Regions from separate parts of the Mus musculus genome. Here regions 2, 3 and 4 are each linked to region 1. The links are chromatin contacts, called in public promoter capture Hi-C maps. All regions are on one chromosome and are shown on one strand. The core of a region is the stretch at or near the end of the contact, and the rest is flanking DNA. Distances in the headings are between cores, read along the strand shown. Region 1 holds the start of Itga6 (integrin alpha 6). Region 2 holds the start of Ccdc173 (coiled-coil domain containing 173). Region 3 holds the start of Sp3 (trans-acting transcription factor 3). Region 4 holds the start of Gorasp2 (golgi reassembly stacking protein 2).

Region 1 (2,982 bases), core at 168-2,667:
TGGAAAGGCCCTTTCCAGCATCAGGAGTGTACAGCCCACTGTGATTGTTACCCAGCTCTGGGCAGTTGGTCCTGACTTGTATAGAGAGTTGGCTCAACACAACTAGAGGGAGCACACCACTAAGCAGTTTTTATCCATGGTCTCTGCTCCAGGTTCCCGTCCTGAGTTCTATTATCTGGAAATGTAAGATAAAACAAACTCTTTTCTCCTCAGGTGGCTTTTGGTTAAAATATTAAATTACATCGATAGGAGACAGGGTAGAACAAGGCCCGTTCAGTAAGTTACTGAAAACCAAGACCCTATGCACAACATACATGTTTTTAAGAAGAAAATCGATTATATTAACATATGTCAAAATGTTAACATTTTTTTCTATAGTAATAAATTGCTTCTTTATTGACATACATCGAGATCTAGCAGAGTAGCTACCTAATAACAACTGTAATTTGAAACATCTGCAACAACCAACTTTTCTGGATAAAACAGTATTTTCTACTGATAATTGGGTTGTTGGTACAGTCTCCTGCCTTTGTGGTTTACTGTCTACATTCATAAGAGAAAACATGCTAATCTAAATGTCAGAGGATAATAAAAAATGGTTCACTAAAATGTATATTGTTTGTTCTCAACCAAGTTCTGAGCGTCCCTGAAGCAAGTTTTTCTATCCTAAAATAAACATGCCTCAAAAGCCAACACCTCGCTGGAAAGCCCCACCCTATGCCCGCGAGACTCAAGCCTTCAAGCCACCCACACGGACCTCTAGCTGTCTCTATCTATGCAGTTCTAACTAGACTAGGAAACTTAGGGTAAGAAAAGGGGACAATAGCTAAACTCCAGGGCCCAAGATAGAAGGACTCAGTGTTCCCTACCTAGAGATCTTCCCACAAAAATCTGAGTTGACTTTTTTCTTTTCTTTTCTTTTCTTTTCTTTTCTTTTCTTTTCTTTTCTTTCTTTCTTTTTTTTTTTTTTAAAAAAAAAACCAAAACTCATCAGCACAGAGAAGCCCGCTTCCTAGGCCTGAATGAAACAGTGTGTTTTTAAGTAGCACAGCAACGTTTTCGACGTTTGGGTCCCTGGGGAGCCAGCGAGTATGCAACATCAAGCCAACCCCAAGAGCTGGGCATACTTAGGCGCGTCTTGAACCCTTGGAGAACGGATGTCTTTGCAAGTCAGCCCTATGAGGCCCGCAGTTCAGTGACAGGTAGAAAAAAAGCCTGGCTAGTCTTGCCAAGCTCCGGGACGCTTCCGGGCAGGTGGCGGGAAGGTGGGAGGGCTGCGGCGGGTGCGCCGCTGCGGGGCGGGGCCGGCAGGGAAGGTGCGTGTGGCGGGCGGGGCCTCGGGAGGGGCGGGGCGGGGCGGGGCGGGGCCGGAGTCCCGGTCACTCGATAAAACGCTTGAGAGTCTCCAGAGAACAACGGGCTCATTGAGCAGCAGCTAGCTGCGGGCGTGGGGGAGCGGCCGCACAGTGAGCGTGAGCCGGCCGGGGGTGGGGCCGCGCGCAGGGGCGACCGAGGCCAAGTGGCCGCAGCGGCGCGCCAGGCAGCCCGGCCCCGGCCCCGAGCCCGCGCGCACAGAGGCCGCAGCAGCTCCGCGGGTCCCTCCCACCGCGCGCGCCCATGGCGGTCGCGGGCCAGTTGTGCCTGCTCTACCTGTCCGCGGGGCTTCTAGCCCGGCTGGGTACAGCCTTCAACCTGGACACCCGCGAGGACAACGTGATCCGGAAATCGGGGGATCCCGGGAGCCTCTTCGGCTTCTCGCTCGCCATGCACTGGCAGTTGCAGCCGGAGGACAAGCGGCTGTGAGTTCCCCGACTCTTCCCATCCCCACCGGGGCGCCGCGCTGCGCCAGGGAGAACGAGGGCGCGCCCTGCTGCCGCCCGTCCCGCGTGCCCAGAGCCTATCCGTGGGCTAGCCCAGCTCGGCTCTGCTCTGCCCTGGCCTTCCCTACCTTGCCCTGCCCTGCCCTGCCCTGCCCGCTCGCACTTCTTCGGCCCAAGACTTGAGAGATCCGGGCCCGCCGCGCCCTGCACACGGCGCCTCCCGGGAGTGAGGAGAGCCGAAGGGACAAACCCCGGGCCCGGCCCCGGGATACTTGACTTTCCCCCTCCCCTGAAGTGCTTTCCGCGGTTCTCCACTTCGGGCTTAGTTTGCAGGGACCCCGGCAGGTGGCACGCTTTGCTGAGCTTCACGTGTGCACTAGGGACAGTGATGGGACACAGGGTTGCGGGAAGTCTTCCAGGGAAATGCAGGCCTTTCTCCAACTCTCCGACCGTCCGGTCCCCTCCCTCGTTCGCGCGCCGCGTGGAAGTTGGGAAGCCACTTTTCGCTGTCCCGTATGACTTTCCCTGCAGAGTGGGCTCTCCTGCAGGAGATACTTTAACATGCTTCTTAAAAAGCACCTGTTCCTCAGGACTAGCTCAGCTGTGAAAACAGGCTTCTTCGAGTCGGTGTGCTAGCTCCCCCTCCCAGCTCCCTGATAGATCAGCAGCACTCAAGGATCCTCCGGCCCCAGTGCTGGGTGGGCCTCACGGAGGAGTTAGAGCAAAGTGCCCCTTCTAGGAGGGACTTAGAAAAGAAGGTTCGGAAGTGACAGTCATCCTCCCAAGTGTTTCTTCCAGGAGAAAGCGACTGGCTCTGCCTTTTAAACAGTGTTGGCTCCCACATGACCCAGTTCTTTGATTGGGGAAGATTTTCTGGAGCTTAGTCGCCCAGTCGCAGTGGGGTTAAATTCTTGATCCATGCTCATTCCCACAACAAAAGGTCCTCCTCCCCGCCCAGGTCTTGAGTTGAACCCAGGTCCTTCCAGGACCAGCAGACCGGAGAGAACAGAGTGCAGCCAAGGGGAAAGGAGAGGCCAGAATTATTTTAAACTGGAGAAAACTCCCTTTTCGGATATTTAACAACTTTGGGGTTTGTGCATATTGTGGACTTCAAAATCTTAAGGTCAGATTTTTCTGATACCACCTGCTAGGTGAAGCAGAA
Region 2 (2,982 bases), core at 250-2,749, 2.0 Mb before region 1:
TATTGCTTTATGCTCTTTCCCAGAATCCCTGCCCCAATGCAGAACCTTATGGGGCACAGCCATGTAACATGTTAACATGTTAACATGTAACATGTTAAGTCTCTTCACTCTTCTGAACTGATCAGAGGAGTGTATTCTCCTTTTCTTCTCTCTCCTTAGCATGCTTTCCTTAACACTGTGAGCTTTCCCCAGCGTTTCAGACTGCACGCTTCCTCTAAAGCAGCAGTTTCTCAGTCTGTGCATCTCAGCACCTTTGGGGGTCGAATGAGGGTCGCCTAAGACCACTGGGAAACACAGATATTTAATAATAATAATTTAAGCATAATTCATACAATTATAATCATGAAGTAGCACAGAAAATAATTTTATGGTGCGGGTCGCCACAACATAAGGAACTGTATGTAATAAAGGGTCACAGCACTAGGGAGATTGAGAACCACTGTTCGAAAGCATCTCTCCTCAATACACAGCAGTTTTTCCAAGTGGAGCAATTCAGAAAGAGGCTGAGAGAAGCCAGTTTGAATCAGTCAGCTTGCAGAGGAGTTTGGGCCAGAACACCTGTGTTGAACCATCGAGGCCAGAGTTCAGAAAGAACTAGAAAGGGTGAGCTTATTCAGCAGTAAGCCTCCAAGACAACAGTTACATCTGGTGAATAAAAATTACTTTTACAATGTCCTTGTGTATGAATCAAATTTCCTAATGTTCCCACTGACCAGATTGTGTCTATCCTAGGGTGCAGGGTGGGGGTAGGGTGCTATTGCTACAGAACTCAAGCAAAACGTGAAGATAGTTCAAATTTCCAAGAATCTATTAGTTACCATGACAACAATTAAACTTGTGGAAAGACTTTGTTTTTAGAAGTCCTACTTGCTCACATCTTTGAAAAAAAATCAAATCTTAGGTCACTTTAATTGGTCACTTTAATTACCTCATTATCATTTTTTTTTTTTTTTTTACATTATCAAAGCATTTGACTAGGGGAGAATTTTAACTTTAGCGTGGAAAGAACTGAGGTTTTTCCGTGAGCTTTAGAAAAGATTACTCAGCAGGTCTGCAACATTATAAAGATTTTGATAGGTCAATAACATTTCCAAACGGCATTCCAAAATTTATTCAACGAATTACAAAGCTTAAGTGCCCCGAGTGTCTGACGAGTTACAGCTGGGGTAAGGCTCTAACTGCTGCCTTTTCTACCCCTATTCTACTCCTAGTCTATTCTTTCTACTGCTACGCTCCCCTAGTCCTCTTTCCTTTTTCCACTCATTCACCTGAAGGCCAACCTGCCTAACTTCCAAGGATGCTTGCTGGGACTGCTTTCGACTTGGTTAAAGCCCATTTCAAAAGGCAACCGAAGCCCTCACTTTGTCACCCTATGCTGGGGTTCTAGAAACAACAACCCCAGCTCCGGCACGGGCCAAGGCAGCTCACCTTGGCTTTCCTTCGCCTGCCCGGAGCGCCGTCCAAAGCGCACCTGCATCTTTAACAAAGCTGATCCCGCGAGTCCAGAGCAGGTGATACTACTTCCAAGCTGAAGTCAGCTACTGAGCGATAACTAAACCATTTGGTTGTTTAGCAACCACGCCGGAAGTGACGTCAGTCTCCAATCCAGGAACCAGGAAGGAGCCCTGTCCGCGGCTGAACCGAGGCCCGAAGCCCGGGTGTGCGCGTGCGCAGTGCAGAGCAGTGGGCGAGCCGGCGCTAGCAGTTCACCGGCTGCGTAAGGCACGAGAACCAACCGGCCGACGCTGGTGCTGATGCTGGCGGCCCGCTGCGACCCAGGCCTGGGTCAGTGAGGAGCCCTCGGTCCCGCTCGGCCGCTGCCGCTTTTCTCACTCGCTGCGCTAGTTTGGAACCGGCCGGTGTGCGAGTCGAGGCCCAGGCTGGGTGCGAGCTTCTACTCTGCGCCCCGCTGGCTGAGGTGAAGGACAGCCCTTTGACCACCGAGCCACAAGGATTAAAGGACAGAAAAGGTGTTTTTAAATGATTTGATTTATGAGGCATAGTCAGGACTATATGAGACCCTGTCAGTTGTTACGTAGGACTATTAAAACTTGAATGTTGTCCCCAGAACATTCGCGTTGATACCTTTAACATACATTAAACTGCTTGGTAAATAACTTGTAATTAGTGTACTTCGGGAACCAGTCAGTCTCTAATGACACAAAAAGTGGACTGGCACTTGATCTCAGCAGAGGCTCTCCTGACATATCGCTGTACAGCTGATTTCATTACTAAATTAAAGGAAGTGCGACTTTCAATAATGAACGTTCTAATGCATAGTTGTGCTATCTCTCCTCAGGTTTTCTATCAGAGATGTTCCACTGTAATAATGCTGGTAAGTATGGAAGGATTAATAAAAATTTCTGGAGACGGAACTTTTGTGTACTTGTGCTAAGCGAGTTGAAAGCTCCGCAGGGCTGGAAAGGTCAGGGATTGAACTGTCTTTGTAGGCCAACAGCCGCTTGCATAGTTTGTGAGGGAGCACGACGCCTAGCGAGAGATCGGTGAATTACACAGTGCTAGCTGCATCCCCAGCAAATTGTACCTTTCTCTTCCTAAGGCCCTCTTCCCACAAGATAACGCAGAGTGAGCAGGAAGTTCCTTCACGGGACAGAAACTCTGAGCTGAGGGACCTCACCACAAGGGACAACACAGGTGCCCTTTAACCTGTTCACTCTAGAGTTATCCTTGAAGCAACTGGGGCAGAGTATATAACTTAGAAGGCAGAAGCTGTGTAGACCACGTCTCTCAGTGAAAATTATCAGGAGTTTTACCAAATTAGTTACAAGTATTGAACCTCATAAAATATCTCAGTAACGTTCTCATATGGTCTTATATTTCAAATAGGGTCTCATATTTGACTTGAAACTCCCGATTGCAAGTGCCTTTTCCATACAAGTTGGTCTAGAACTAGTTTTTTTTTTTTGGGGGGGGGGTTGGGTTTTTTTTTTGTTGTTGTTGTTTTTTTTTTTTTTTTTTTTT
Region 3 (2,982 bases), core at 355-2,854, 1.2 Mb after region 1:
GCGGGCTGGCGGGCGGGCGCGCCGCAGGCCCGGGATGGCGGGCGGGCGGGACTTACCGCTCCGGCGGCGGCGGCGGGGACCCCGGCGGCGGCGGCAACGGCCGCCTCCTCGTCGTCGTCGCCCGGCGATGGCGGCCCTATCTTGCTGCAGGTAGCGGCCAGCAGAGCGAGCGGTGACGGCTGAGTGTCCTACCCGCGATGGGCGGGTTCAGAGAGGGAGACAGGGAGGGGGGTGGCGGTTAGGGCCGGGCCCGCTCGCACAGGAAGTACGGCTCGCTCCGCGCCTGGCCGCGCCGCCAACCCGGCCCCGCGCTCTCCTCCTCCTCCTCCTCCGGGGTCTGCGGCGCCTCTCCCCGCGCTCGGTGGCCCGCGGCGGACGGCTGCGCGCCGGGCCTCTTCCCTCCGTCCGGATCCCACCCGGGAGGGCGCGCACACTTGCACACTCACACACACACAAACACACACACAAAAAGGCGGCGGGCGGGGGCGCGCGGGCGGGGTCGGAGCGTTGGCGCCTCGGGCGGGCAGCTCCCGGGGCGGGGGAGGGGCGGGCGAGCGCGCGCGGGAGGGAGGGAGGGAAGGAGGGAGGGCGAGGGGAGGAGAAAGCGGCGCGCGGGGAGCCCGGCCGCGCTCAGCCGCTCCTCACCTGGGCCGCCGCCGCCGCCGCGCCGTTTCCGTGCTGCTGCTGTTGCTGCTGCTGCTGCTGTAGATACTCGCCGTGGCCGCCGCCGCCTCCGCCGCCGTCCACGTCCAAGGCAGCCATTTCCTCTTGTTTCACGGGCTTTTCGGGAGCTGCAGGCACAGCGCGGGGGGAGGGGGGAGGAGGAGGGTGGGGTGGGGAGGAAGGCGGGTGCGGGGAGGGAGGGGGCCCGCGAGCCGCGGCCACATTAGTGAGCGCCGGGCGGCCCGGGCCCTGCCCCTCCCCTGCCCTCCCCCCGGCCGCGGCGGCCACGGCGGCGGCGGCGCGCTCCCTCCTCCCCTCCTGCTGCCCCCGCCCGCCGCGGCTGTAACCCTCCTCCTCCTCGTTCCCTCCTCCTCCTCCCCGCGCTGCCCCTGCCCCCTCTCCTCTCCTCTCCTCTCCTCCCCTTTCCCTCCGCGGCGCTCGCTCCTCTCGCACCGTCAGTCACTCGCACACGCCCGCCCGCCGCCGCCGCCCGCGCCCGCACACAGGGGGGATGCGCTCCCGGCGGACCGGGCCGCCCGCCCGGAGCCCGGCGGGCACTCGGCGCTGGGGCTGGAAGGGCTGGACAGCTGGCTGGCGGAGATGGGAGTGCGGCTTTCTGCCTCCGCCGACACTCGGTCGCACGCTCCCGGAGGCCGGGAGCCGGCGGTGGCGGCCCCGGGCTGGCTGTGGGCGGCAGTGGCAGCGGCGGAGGCAGCGAGGGTTGCTCTCTCTCGGCTTTACGTACCGGTCATAGTGTGTTTAGGACAGCTCAGGCGGGGCTCCCCGCCGCCTTACACATGGTGAGAAGCGAAGGCGGCGGCGGCGGGAGAGGATGCGGGAAGCGGCGGCGGACACGGCCGGAGCGGTCCGGGGAATTTTTTTTTTCCTATTTTGATTGACTGTGCGGGAAACACAAAAGGTGGAGCCTCCAGCCCAAAAGGGGGGAAGAGGGCGACAGCCCGCCCGGAAGTTCCGCCCCTCTTCCCGGCTCTCATTTGCCGCTAGGCTCTCCGTCAGCTCTGTTCATTGGTCCGGACGCCTGTCCGTCGCTCGGCCTGGCGGCGGGCTTCCTGTTTGCCCCCGGGTTGAAGGGGAGAGACAATGAGCGGCCGTGGCGCCGTAGGTTCTCCAGAACGGCCCCGGCTCGCGCGTTACCCCGCTGTGCCAGCCTCGTTCCTCGGCTGCGGCTGCCAGACCCGAGGCGCAGGCCTCTTCCACTGGCTGGCCCTGTGTGCAGGCCTCGCCAGGCTGTCGGGGAGCCGAGCTGGGGAGGAAGTCCGTCCCCGGTGGCTCCGGCTCCACTCGACGTCTCCTCCATCCTGGCAGCCGACCGGACTGGATCTCCCCAGGGCCCGGGCGCTCGGAGCTGCGTCTTGCCAGCGCTGCCAGGAGGCCACCGCCGCTCGGCCCCAGGGCTGCTGCTGCTACTGAGCAAACCGGACCCGCCCCACGAGCCCTGGGGGAGGGAGCTGGTATTGGGGGAGACACCCCCTCCGAGGCTGGAGGAGGACGTTTTCACACACATTCAGCTCTTGGTCGCAAGTCGGATCCATCACCTTCTCATCCTCCCGAGCTTAGCCCGTGGTTACCAACCATCTACTTTTGTGGACCCTGGAGGCGGGCACTTAGAGCAAAAAGATATCTCCAGTCCCTTCATAAAGAAAAAAGGTTTTAGTTCTGGCCAGTGATATCAAAGCAGGCTTAGTTATGTTTTTATTCAATGAGATACAGTCACCCTTTAAAATCAGTTTGCTGCACACACAAACTACCTGCTTCTTAACCAAGAAAGTCAGTCAACATTTGTTAAAACAGTACATCTAAAAAGTATCCTTCCTCTTGGGAGCGTTTAGTTACTTTTTTTTTTTTTTTTAAATTTTGTACTTAGTGGTGTATTAACACCCCTTCCTTTGACATCCTCAATGCCTTGCAGTCAGTCATTCAGGAGAAAAAAGTGTTCTGCAAACAACAGACAGAACGTTGTCTATTACCTCTAGATACTTTTGCTTAAGAAAGGTTGAATTTAAGAGTAGGAAACACTATCCACAATACTTTTATTAGAAATCTACCTCAAGCAAGAATAAACATCCCAATTATTGTACTTGTATGTTTTGTATGAGGTTGAAGGCAAAGCATTTAAACTAGCTTTGTATACACGAACTTGAAAATTCATGGGGGGGAGGGGCAGTGCATACATCGGTTTCAGAAGCCTTTTTGGACTTGTTTTTTTGTTTTTTGGTTTTTTCTCGTTGGTTGTGGTTTTTGTTTTCAAGACAGTTTCATGTGTAGCCTTGGTTGTCCTGAAACTGGATTTGTAGACCA
Region 4 (2,982 bases), core at 310-2,809, 1.1 Mb before region 1:
CATTAAAAGAAATAGTCTTCTCCTAAATCTAATATTCTAGCAACCATATTCAAGTTTCTCCAATTGCACCAAAAATGCCATTTACAAGCCAGGCACAGTGGCATATCTCAGCTACTCAGAAGGCTGAGGCAGGAGAGTCACTGGGAATCAGGGATTTAAGACTAGTCAGGAGAACACAGCAAGATCCCAGCTCTCTCTCTCTCTCTCTCTCTCTCTCTCTCTCTCTCTCTCTCTCTGTGTGTGTGTGTGTGTGTGTGTGTGTGTGTGTGTGTGTCTACACTGAGGCTGGAAGAGGGTGCTAGATCCCTTCGAGCTGAAGCTATAAGCATTATAGACAGTCTATTGTCGGTGCTGGGATCTGAATTCCCATTGACATGACTGAGCAGCCAACACTTTTAACCCGTAAGCCTCCTTCCTCTTCAGCCCTAGGAATTTTTTCAGATTGGCCTTCTGTTAGCTTTTTGTCAATGACAAAAAAACGACTTAAAGGAGAAAGAAAGATTTGTTTGGCTTGTAGTTTCAGTCCATAGCTGTTGGCTCCATTATTTTGGCAAAGCTGTTCATCTCGGGGCAGCTGTGAGGCAAAGAGAGAAAGTAAGCGGCAGGGTTCTACTCCCTACTTTAAGGACAGACTCCAACTTCCTTCTACAAGGTCCATCCCTTCAAGGTTCCTCCACCTCCACAGGCTAGGGACTATGAAACCTCTGGGCTTCACTCCAGATCCCAATGCAAGCTCTTCCTGGTATTTCTTAGTTTTGTCTATGGGTATCTCTTTCAGTCCAGTCTTCTTAATTTCATATGATTCTGATTCCATATGGCGAACTGGTCAGCTGTCGGGAAGAAAGGTCCCCGTACTGTATTCCCCTGGCTCTTTAGAGCACCACTCATTTGCTCCTCTACCTATCCTTTAAACTAGACTATCTAACTGGTGGCGTGTTGGGTTAACTATGAAAAACCATTTGGGACTAGAATACTTCAGAACCCTTAATAATAGCTCACACTGCAAAACACCAAAGACAGTCAACACCTGGATGGGACACCATTACTGAAAGTCAAACTATAGCATGGGGAGGAGACGGGGCAGGGAACACTGAGAGGGGTGCAGTGGGGCAACAGGCAAAATTCCAAGGAAATCCAACCCCTGCCCCTCGCTCCTGCGTAGCTCCGTAGTGTTCTATCAGGACGAGAAGAAAAACAACAAAACAGTAACCGCTTTTATTTCAGGGAACACTGCTCTTTATAAACGTGAGCTGAGAATACCTGATATTCCAACCCCAGAAAGGCACTGTGAACTATCCTCAGGTATACAATCTTATTAAACAAGACCTAAAACAAAGCAAGCGCCAGGCGTGCTCGGCATCTGCTCCCTTCCTCTCTGGCCTCTGGTCACCAGGAGGCGCTGCGACCAAATACCCTTCTGCGAAGGTAGAAACGCGCCGAGATAAGTCTTGTCTGCTCCGGGGCCCCGTAGCGAGCCGTCGCGTTCCGGGCTGTCTTTCCGCTTTCTCGCGCTCCCTGCCTCCGCCCGCTGCGCTCTTCCGATCGTTCCCTCCGGCTCCCGTCAGGGGGCGCTGTCTGCGGCGTGGCAGCGGCCGTGGCTGCCGGGCGACGATCTCCCGGCGGGCTGTGCGGCCCGGCTCGGGCTGCTGCAAGTGCCACGTCCCAAGAGCTACGCGGAGTCGCCAAGCGGGCGGTGCGCGAGGCGGAGCAGCGCTGAGCCGGCCGGGTCGTACGGATCGCCCGCCGCCATGGGCTCCTCGCAGAGCGTCGAGATCCCGGGCGGCGGCACCGAGGGCTACCACGTTTTGCGGGTAAGGCCCGGGGGGACGCCGGGGCGGCCAGGCCCGAGTCCGCGGAGCACCCTGGGCGCGGCTGCCGGCGACGTGGCCCGGGACCCACCACCCTGGCTCCTGGCCCTCCGCACGGCCTCGCCGCGCACTGGCCTGAGCTTCAGAGTTAGGAAGAGCAAGGGGCGCCGCCTCCAGAAGGAGCCGGAACCCGTACCTGTGTTCTCGGGGAGGGTGACGGAGCCACAGGCTAAGCGGAGATGTCACGACCGGTGTCGGTTCATCTCGGCTACCCCTGGATGCTTGCAAGGGCCACCTGGACAGGGAAAGGAGCACGAACGGCCTCGGGCTAGATTTGACAGACTTAAATTTAGTTGATTTTTGATAGGACTTTTCCGTTCCGGGTCGCTCCTGACCCTTCCAGATCTCTCCAACATTTCCTGGAGGAGAGGAACTTCCGTTCTTCTTTCTAAGATGAAATAGTCGGGGAGATTGAGGTTTAGGTCCGCGGAGGAGAGTTTCCAAAATAGCCAGGCTTGATGAGGAAACGCAGCGCCAGACACCAGGGGTCAAAGACACATCCGCCTGTGAACGGTCCTTTCCTCGTGGAACCAGGAATGTGGTGACACCTGTGTGAGTGCTAACATGGGCTGTGAACAGAGTGGCCTCAGTCTGCATCGCCATTTAGGGACAATCTTCTCTGAGAGTGTGCTTGCTTACCTTCATTTTCTGCCCTGGGTCGCATGTTCTGAATGAGATAACGTTTTAAAATAGCCCAGATACCTGAACGATAGGACTGTGATTGGTCACCTGGTTGTCGGGATTGTGGTTGTCTCTCCATTCCACTCAAAAGAGACTTTTGAAGCCCTTGTTTTTCCAGGGTGTTTCTTCATATGCCATATTACTTTCCTATTTCCTTCAGCTAACCAAACTCCTAAATCCCACACTAATAGGAAACACAGGAGAAAGAACTGCTTCATCCCGGGTTCGTAGGAAAATTAATGGCGATGCTTTTTCATCTGGTCTGATTCTGAGTTGACTCATGTGAGGTGTATTATCCTGTTACTTGCAGATTCTGAGTGTGGCCATGAACCCTTAGGGAGCTGCAGTATTTTTATTATAATAAACACCCAGGGAAACCTAGTAAGACACATTAGTGTTAATGAGTAGGAAAAAAAAATAGTCTTTAGGGTCT

The links. Promoter capture Hi-C pulls out the DNA fragments that hold promoters and counts their contacts. Capture Hi-C pulls out chosen DNA fragments and counts their contacts.
Region 2: a contact with region 1 is called in a promoter capture Hi-C map of pre-B cells, with 5 times the contacts expected there. The contact joins the promoter of Ccdc173 here to the promoter of Itga6 in region 1. A contact is called at or near these places in 2 of 39 promoter capture datasets (liver and pre-B cells).
Region 3: a contact with region 1 is called in a promoter capture Hi-C map of liver, with 2.1 times the contacts expected there. The contact joins the promoter of Sp3 here to the promoter of Itga6 in region 1. A contact is called at or near these places in 3 of 39 promoter capture datasets (embryonic stem cells, liver and stem cell-derived epiblast-like cells) and 1 of 9 other capture datasets (liver).
Region 4: a promoter capture Hi-C map of hippocampal neurons shows a contact between it and region 1, with 5 times the contacts expected there. The contact joins the promoter of Gorasp2 here to the promoter of Itga6 in region 1. A contact is called at or near these places in 3 of 39 promoter capture datasets (hippocampal neurons, liver and pre-B cells) and 1 of 115 datasets of contacts at active chromatin or transcription factors (extraembryonic endoderm stem cells).

Annotation. Positions count from the first base shown.
Region 1 is chr2:71,785,522-71,788,503 of GRCm38.p6, forward strand. It overlaps Itga6 (integrin alpha 6), which reads left to right and starts at 1,418. Exons shown (of 26, transcript NM_008397.4): 1 at 1,418-1,799. The coding sequence starts at 1,618.
Region 2 is chr2:69,787,987-69,790,968 of GRCm38.p6, forward strand. Ccdc173 (coiled-coil domain containing 173) reads right to left here and starts at 1,500. Exons shown (of 9, transcript NM_001077684.1): 1 at 1,429-1,500. The coding sequence starts at 1,477. It overlaps Phospho2 (phosphatase, orphan 2), which reads left to right and starts at 1,751. Exons shown (of 4, transcript NM_028521.2): 1 at 1,751-1,970; 2 at 2,300-2,335.
Region 3 is chr2:72,978,842-72,981,823 of GRCm38.p6, forward strand. Sp3 (trans-acting transcription factor 3) reads right to left here and starts at 1,605. Exons shown (of 7, transcript NM_001018042.3): 1 at 1,409-1,605; 2 at 646-791; 3 at 57-188. The coding sequence starts at 1,415. Sp3os (trans-acting transcription factor 3, opposite strand) reads left to right here and starts at 591. Exons shown (of 3, transcript NR_045269.2): 1 at 591-754.
Region 4 is chr2:70,659,950-70,662,931 of GRCm38.p6, forward strand. It overlaps Gorasp2 (golgi reassembly stacking protein 2), which reads left to right and starts at 1,560. Exons shown (of 10, transcript NM_027352.4): 1 at 1,560-1,811. The coding sequence starts at 1,749.